3 separate regions of the Sus scrofa genome follow, and regions 1 and 3 are each linked to region 2. A link is a contact called in public HiChIP or PLAC-seq data. All regions are on one chromosome and are shown on one strand. The core of a region is the stretch at or near the end of the contact, and the rest is flanking DNA. Distances in the headings are between cores, read along the strand shown.

Region 1 (2,700 bases), core at 57-2,556, 280 kb after region 2:
ACCCCCGCCCCTTTGCCCTATAGGGGGTTTTATCCCTTAAAGATGGGGGGTACCAACATGGGCTCCACAAAGATGTGGTTTTCTCCCCTTCCCTTGCCCGGTTACCTCTATCCATCCTTGTCCAGTAGGGGTCTGATGGGTGGAAATGTGCCAGAAGTCTCATGGTGTCTTTGCCCTTCTCTTCCCATAAACTGAGTCACAGAGGGTTAGAGATAAATGTCCATCTAGGTGTAGGCACACCCCCTGTAGTACACAAGGTCTGTGGGGTGTTCTCCCTGGAGCCCTTAAGCCACAAATGTTAATCAGTAGCCCCATCAAAGAAGGCATGGAAGCCCACACTCCTACTGATGACCTGAGGGATTATTCTGCCTCACACCCACTGATATTTCATTCCAATCACACCTCTGGCCCCAGGACTTACTGAAGTTCAGACATTTTGTGTGTCTCAGCACAGAAGGAATTCAGTAAGAGGCAAAGTGATAGGCAATACTTAGCTTTATTGCGAGACATGGACAAAGCGCGAGAGCCTCCTGGAAGAAACACATTCCATATAAGCAAGGCAGTCTGTCTCAAAAGGTGAGAGAGCGAGAGCAGCCCTGAGATATCAGGGTGGTTAATTTGTGTGGGCTGGGTAATTTCATAAGCTAACGAGTGGGAGGATTACTCCAACTGTTTTGGAGAAGGGGTGGGGACTTCCAGGAATTGGCCCATGGTCCACTTTTTGGCCTTTTATGGCTGGCTTCAGAAGTGTCCTGGTTTTGGTGGGTGTGTCGTTAGCAGGCTAGTGGTTGCAGTGAGTGTATAGTGAAGCTCAAGATCCACTGGCAGTTGGATCTTCTGCCATCTTGGACCTAGTTGGTTCTACCAGGTTTGTCCTGTACTGAAGGACTACATCATTCTTTCAAAGGTTGTGCCCTGCTCCCTTTCCTCCTGTTTCACCAGCATCTCCATGGGCTCACCAACTGGAAGCTCTCCCAACCCCAATATATAGGGTATTATCTGGAAGCATGTTTGCGTAGATAACTGGCCATTCATGATTAACTCAACCTCTAGTCTCTCTTTCCTTGGAGTTGAGTTGGGGGTTGCTGAAAGCTCTAGTCCTCTAATCACTAGATTAGTTTCCCTGGAAACCAGCCCCCATGCTGAGGCTGTCCGGGAGCCCTCCCTAAAGCCCTGGTCATCTCATTTGGATATAAATAGACTCTTATCACTTGGGAGATTGGGTTTTAGACACTGAATGCCAGGAAACCAGGACAGAGGCCAAATGTATGCATCTTATTACATCACACCAAGGGTGGGGGCTTCTTGGTAAACTGACGCATCAAGATTCTTTCTAAAATTGGACTAACTAGGCCAAGGACAGAGGCCAAAGGCAAGGCCTGCTCAAAAACAGAACTCGGAAGAGCCTGATTAAAGGGTGTCTAAGGACAGACTCTGCCAGTTTTTAACTGATACTTGAGATATTGCTGAAAAAGAAAAGTTTATACAATGGGAGACTCTATGCATTCCACGAGAGAGGGGCAGTGGCAGGCCAGCTCCTGTCATCGTCCCTGGCACACAAGCAGCTGCTCAGTAAATATTTACTTAATAAATGGATGAATGCTACTTTTAAAAATTGGTGGTTATTTGTTGTATTTATTGGAAGGCATTTTTTTTTTTTTTGGCCATGCCCGCAGTACTCAGAATTTCCCAGGCTAGGAATCGAACCCAAGCCACAGCAGTGACAAAGCCAGATCGTAATTGCTAAGCCACTAGGGAACTCTTTTTTTTTTTTTTTTTAAGTTTAATTTATGTTGGCAGCAAATATTATGAATGCGGATTCACTATTTATACAATGGTTATTGTGAAAATTAATCACTTCACTAAAATGGAGTCAGGAGCCAGAAGGGAGGGGCTCTTACACATGCCACTCACATCAATATAGACCCCAACAGGAGGAATCCGATCCTTGCATTTCCAGTGGGAGGTGACATGTTTCTCTACCTTCAGCAGGATCCATCACTGCATCCCAGATATAGAAAACAGTGACTGGTACAGGGCTGGTGCCCCAAATCTTTAGTATATGAACTTATAAAAAGATCTGAGAAGATCCAAGCATGGGTGCAAGGAAATGGCACCTTCCCTACCAACAAGGTAATTTGGCAAAATTTTATTGCATGGGAGCTGCTGTCAGAGGAAGTCAGCCTGCTCCACCTCTAAAGCCCCATCCACAGCAACCTTCCCACCCCACACCCTGAAAACCACAGGACAGAAATTAAGAGAGGGCTCTGGGTGGTGCATTGCACCCTGGGAGATGTAATTCAAACAACAAAACACAGGACTCAACTCTGCACAGGGGGTTTGTTGCTTTTCCTGCATTCTGTTGTTTCTGAACACCAGAAACAGTGCTATTCTCATAAATAACTAACAGTTGGCTTTTTGAAATGGGAGAGAGAGAAAAAAATCCTGATTTGTAGCATTTCCCTATTCCTATGTGTAAAGACTCCCACTGGAGTCAATGTCAAGCTACTAACATGAATTCGCTGAATAGGAAGGAGTTGGGAAGATTTGTACACAACTGGGTCTCGTAAACCCATGCAGGCCACGTCCACACATTGCTGGAAAGGGAAGGGCATCCAGGGTCTCAGAGGCTCAGGATTCCACGTGGCTGAGATATCTGCAGTGAGTCTGACTCTCCTTCCAGACACATGGGCATGTTCA
Region 2 (2,700 bases), core at 36-2,535:
TGAAGAGCCGGAGGAACCCATATCCTTAGGGATACCAGTCGGGTTGTTCCCACTGAGCCGCAGTGGGAACTCCATCTTAGGCTAATTTTAAAGGAGGGAGGAACCCTTGACCTCTGGGGAGAATGAGGATTGGCCCAAGGTGGCAGTGCTGGTGAATTCGGGGTTCAGACTGAGACTCTGGTACCCAAACTCATGCTCACAAGCCCTGAAAATCAGACCGTGAGGTCTGGGGAAAAGTTCACCACAACTAATGCCCCAGAGCCCAGGATTGCTCCCACAGTAGGGCAGTTTTCTCCGAGGGTTCTCGGGAGTCCTAAGAAGGGAGTCCATTCCAGGGGAAATGGAAACGAGGCCTCCATCATCCAGGAAGCACTGAGGGAGGCTGGGAACCCCCAGGAGCTAAGAGAGAAAATGGAACAGATTCTCCTTCAGAGCCTCCAGGAGGAAGCCACCCGGCTGACACCTTGATTTGGGACTTGTAGCCTCCAGAGCCCCGGGAGAATGAATCCCCACTGTTTTAAGCCATCTAGCCTGTGACAGTTAGGAAGCAAGTGCACCTGTTTAGCCCTTTACATGCTGACTATTTGGAGTTGCTGTGGTGAAGGATGAAGAGAGATGAAGAAGGAAAAAGGAGAAAAGTCTTTTCAGGCCTCACCGAGGACCCGCCGAGATGGGACACTAGACCCTGGTGTTGGCCTGAGTGGCCTTGGTGAAGGGCTTTTCCACCTCCAGCTGTTCCTAAGTGGGCAGCCAGCCTGGAGGACACAGGTGCTTGGAATGTGGGCAAGCCTGCGGCACTCACTCAGGGGCTTCCTGTAAGACCTTAACCTGGCTTGGAAGCCTCCAGAAGCTTTCCTACAGGGCTGATCATGCTCCACGGTGGGGTCGCCTTTGAGGGAATTCCCACCTCCTTTTAAGAAGCCAGTCAGGGAGTCTGGGTTCAGAAGAAGAAAAGTCTTAGCAAAGGGAGGCAGGGTCCAGAGATGCCAAAAGGCTCCCTGAGCCTGTTCAGAGGAATCCCTGTCCTATCCGCTCCCAAGGACTACCCTCATGGGGACTCCCAGGTGTCCTAAGCCCAGCGCCTCTCCCCGCCACCGCCATGCTGGGGCGCCCCTCACAGTGAGCTCGGGCCCTCGCCAAGGTGGCCGGCCGTGCATGGGTTTTGACTCGGGCTTCTGATGGTTCTGGGCATTTCGAGTCACTTCCATTTCTGACGGAGGCCAACTCAGCATCAGCTGATGCAAGAGTTTTGCAACTGAGTCACTTTGCTGTTCTTTTTTCAGTCCAAACAGTCTCACAGTAACTCTATTAATACATGTGACAGCACACACACACCACAACGCTCCTTCTCCTTTGTGTGAACTTAGGTGGACAGGAGACCAGGGGCCAGGCAGCAAAGCCACGACCTAGGTGTCTGGCCAAGCGGGGGACTTGGGCTGCGGAGGCCACCTGCCCTCCTGTGACTGACGGTTCATGACAGCTGAGTCCTCTGGCAGAGCCGGCCCCTGAACAGGTCTACTCCTAGGCGTTTCTCAACTTCCTTGTCCAGAGACAGAAAGCAAATACGGCAAGAAGGATTAGGGTTTGTTCACAAAGATTTTTAACATCAAATAAATTGATTTCCCGTTGCCTAGATAAAAGGGAGAAGATATCATCAGGATCTTAGTTACTTAGTTACAGTTTATTTTACTTTTTATTTTATTTTATTGTTTTGGCCATGCCCATAGCATGCGGAAATTCCAAGGCCAGGGATCCAACCTGCGCCACAGCGGTGACAATGCCAGATCCTTCAACTGCTGAGCCACCAGGGAACTCCAATTATAATTATTTTCTGTAAAATTATATCTATGTCATCCAAATAGTTTGCTTTAAAATATAATGTCATTCAGCCTTGGATACTTTCTCAGTGAATTCTGAGATCAGTGGAAAATAAATACCTTCAGGTATTTGTAGATACATATTGGAGTTGCATTTTATTTTTACTTAACAGTTTTATTAGCATTTTTCCATGTAAGTAAAAAAGAAACGTCATGAGAGATCTTAAATAGTATCCGTTTCCTGGTTGTTCCATTTGCTCCCCTTCCTCTTTTTGGGGCGAGGGGATGGCTGTCATGGTTTCGGCTATTCACGTCATCTATTTATTTCACAAACATCGAACCCCAGCTCTGCCCCTGGCACCTCGCTCAGACTGGTGATTTGGTGGTGAGCAAAACACACACACACACACACACACACACACACGAGTGCACCCACGCAGTGTCGGGAACTGCAGTAACTCCGGTGAAGGAGACGCACGGTGGGGGTCGGCATTTAATTGTTGGGAAGGGGGTCGGGGAGACGTCTTCTCTAAAGCAGGGATACAGAGCTGGGCTGTCAGGAAGGAGTGAGGTGTCTGCGTGTGTATGTGTGTGTGTGTGTTGAATGAATAAGTGGGAAAGATGGGAGGGAGAGAAGGTTGGGGACAAGATCAGGGGACGCTCTTGCCCAGACTGAGTTGAGGTCCCTGGAAGCAGCCTCCTGGCCACATCGGGAAGGATGTTAGAGGTATGGTCTGTGCAGGGCAGGTGCGAGGGCTGCTGGACGGCGTGGAGGATGGAGGACCTTCCTGCCCAATTCAATCTTCCCCCTTTTGGTAGCTGTTTTGTCTTCCAGCCTGATGGAGCTTCGCCCAGCCTCTCACTGGTAGTCTTTTGCTGAAAG
Region 3 (2,700 bases), core at 54-2,553, 310 kb after region 2:
GCTCACGGCAACGCCAGATCCTTAACCCACTGAGCAAGGCCAGGGATTGAACCTGCAACCTCATGGTTCCTAGTCAGATTCGTTTCCGCTGCACCACAACGGAAACCCCACACCCCTTGCTTCCTAACCCCCCTCCATGATTTATTTTTCTCCACGATGTGGGAACAGACTCATATCACATATTTTAAGTCTTTACATATTTATTGTCCATCTTGCCATGTTGACATATAGGCTATTTAAGGGGATGTATTTTGTTTTTAAAGGACCAGTATTTTTGCCCACTTTGTTCCATGCAGTAGCCCCGCGCCTCCAATAGTGCCTGGTCCGGGGAAGACATTCAATAAATAGCTGTGGAAAAGATGACTGCCAGCTACCTTCAGGGCATAATCAAATGCCCTTTGTCTCCATGCAGACATCTGATGGAAAGACCTCGCACTCTGGGGAAGTTCTAAAAAGTGGCCACAGGTCCTTTGGCCTCCCTTCCATCAAGAGGCAGGTTATGGCCCTTGGATCTGAGCAGCTGTGACAATCAAGTGGTGGAAGTGACGCTGTGTAACTTCTCAGGCCAGGTCAGATAGGGGAGGCAGCCTCTTCGCTTAGGAAGCTCCACCTGGAACCCAGCCACCCTGCTGAGGAACCCAAGCCACAGGGAGAGACCACAGGTAGGGGCTGTGGTCAGAAGACCCCACCAAGTCCAGACTCCTAGTGGCCCCAGCCCAGGATCCAGACACGTGTGGGGCGGAGCCTCTGAAGATCCCAGCCCCTCTGCCCTCCACATCTTCCCAGGTGAGGCCCCAGACACCGTGGAGCAGAGAAGAACCATCTCTCTCCAATGCCTGACTCACAAAACCTGTGAGTATACAAAAAATTTGATATTTTCTGCCACTATGTTTGGGGAGGTCTGTTATGCCCCAACAGGTAACTGGAACCCACAGCTTTACTTTCTTAAATCAAATAAATACGGTCAGCCCCCCACCCGCTGTGGTTGTTGGGATATTCCATCTCAGTCATGCTTGGGGAGATTCTTTCTGCATCCTCATCTTTGGGTGTGAACAGTCATTGGAAAGAATCTTCCGTCCTGGTTGTTTTGCAAATCATCTCTCCCCAGAAGGAAGCCCATCTTCCCAGGCAAGCCTGGGGTGCCTCACCCACTAATGTTGACTGAGCCAGGCTCCACCCCAGGCTCCAGGACCCAGCAAAGAAGAAACCAGGAAGTCCCTGCCGGCCGGCAGCTTACCCTTCAGACCAGCAGTAAATAGACAACCACTGAGTAAAGTTTAAGCCCTTGCACTCAGTGGACCAGCCACTCAGTGGCTGACTGACGTGTAGTTGATTTACAATGTCGTCGTGTTAGTTTCTGCCCCACAGCAAGTGATTCAGTTATTTTGGTTGATGCAATCTATTCGTTACTACATACTCGCTAATTGTGCAAATCATAGCCCTCAACCCGCATGGTCACTTCGAAAAGGAAAAGTGTGTGAGATCATCAAATGCCCATAAAGGGAGGCTTGGTAGAGCTCTGACTCCGATTTTCTGTTCAGGGAAGTTTTGCGCTCACTTTGGGACGGTTCTTTTTTGTCTCCCCCTCTTATCTTGCGTTAGCTGTTGGTCAGACCCTACACCTCTGTCGATGGGTTAATGATCTGAAAACAATCAGGACTGGAAATTCAGGCAGCCTCGGTGTAATTTAAAGACCTATCGCTAACGTCTCTGTGTGTTTTTAATTTCAGGCTTTAATTGCCCATATAATTACTATTTTTTAATGAACTGACAATCAAAGCCATGCATTAAAATTTAAGTCAACCTTAGATTAAATTGCGGAAGAAATGAAACCTCCTAAATGTGGTCCCTCTCTCCCCATTTTTTTTTCCAGCCCAAGCATCTGTTTCCTTCACGGGACACTCCCGAAGCCCAGGGCCCGCCAGGTGCCATCCTCCCACCCTCGCCCCTCCTCCCTCCTTCCACCCTAGCCACCCAAGCACCTCTTAGGAGCCTTTCCATTTTAACTAGGAAAATAGCTCCTAGAATGTGAGGCACGGAGGGGCCTATAGGGACAACTTGGCCCAGCCCCTTCATCTTGAGGCGGCTAAGTCTGAGGACCAGAGAGGTGGGGTGACTTGCCCAAGGTCAGCAGAATCTTGGAAATTGGACAGAAATCTCAGCAGTGGGTGGAGTTGAGGGGGAGGCATGGAGGGGGTAGAGGTGGGATTTCATGCCCATCTGACAACCTGGAAGAATTATGCGATAACCTCAAATCACACTCTGTAGGCAGTTCTCATAAAAATGCAAACTCTAAATAGAATTCACATGAAGTATGTTTTGGAAATCCTTTTGCCTAAATATGTCTTCAGTTATTAAGAATCTTTCTTTGGGCTTGTGTTCTCCCCAAATCAAGAATGACTATTTCTTTTTTTTTTATTTATTTTTATTTTTTCTTATTTTAAGGCCATATCTGCAGTATGTGGAATTTCCTGGGCCAGGGAGTGAATCTGAGCCACAGCTGCGACCTACGTCACACCTGTCGCAATGCCAGATCCTTTAACCCACTGTGCTGGGCGGGGACTGAACATACACCTTCACATCAGCTAGAACTGCTGCAGTTGGATTTTTAACCCACTATGCCATGGCAGGAACTCCAAGAATGGCTGTTTTTCAGGGGCAGAAGTAGGTGATTTTTTTTTCTCTTTAAATTTCCTCTTT

What was found. HiChIP or PLAC-seq counts read pairs in DNA pulled down with a chosen protein or histone mark.
Region 1: a contact with region 2 is called in an H3K27ac HiChIP or PLAC-seq map of alveolar macrophages. The contact joins two enhancer-like sites. A contact is called at or near these places in 1 of 47 Hi-C or Micro-C datasets (embryonic fibroblasts) and 1 of 2 datasets of contacts at active chromatin or transcription factors (alveolar macrophages).
Region 3: an H3K27ac HiChIP or PLAC-seq map of alveolar macrophages shows a contact between it and region 2. The contact joins two enhancer-like sites.

What each region holds. Positions count from the first base shown.
Region 1 is chr15:134,384,822-134,387,521 of Sscrofa11.1, reverse strand. No RefSeq gene overlaps it. Among named protein-coding and RNA genes, the nearest start is that of SPP2, 100 kb to the right of the region's middle. Within about 2 kb of position 1,306, at least 9 of the 83 cell types and tissues checked have an H3K27ac peak or open chromatin away from gene starts, as enhancers often do. A contact at or near this core is called in alveolar macrophages, where this site is marked.
Region 2 is chr15:134,668,421-134,671,120 of Sscrofa11.1, reverse strand. No RefSeq gene overlaps it. Among named protein-coding and RNA genes, the nearest start is that of ARL4C, 48 kb to the right of the region's middle. Within about 2 kb of position 1,285, at least 9 of the 83 cell types and tissues checked have an H3K27ac peak or open chromatin away from gene starts, as enhancers often do. A contact at or near this core is called in alveolar macrophages, where this site is marked.
Region 3 is chr15:134,358,279-134,360,978 of Sscrofa11.1, reverse strand. No RefSeq gene overlaps it. Among named protein-coding and RNA genes, the nearest start is that of SPP2, 77 kb to the right of the region's middle. Within about 2 kb of position 1,303, at least 6 of the 83 cell types and tissues checked have an H3K27ac peak or open chromatin away from gene starts, as enhancers often do. A contact at or near this core is called in alveolar macrophages, where this site is marked.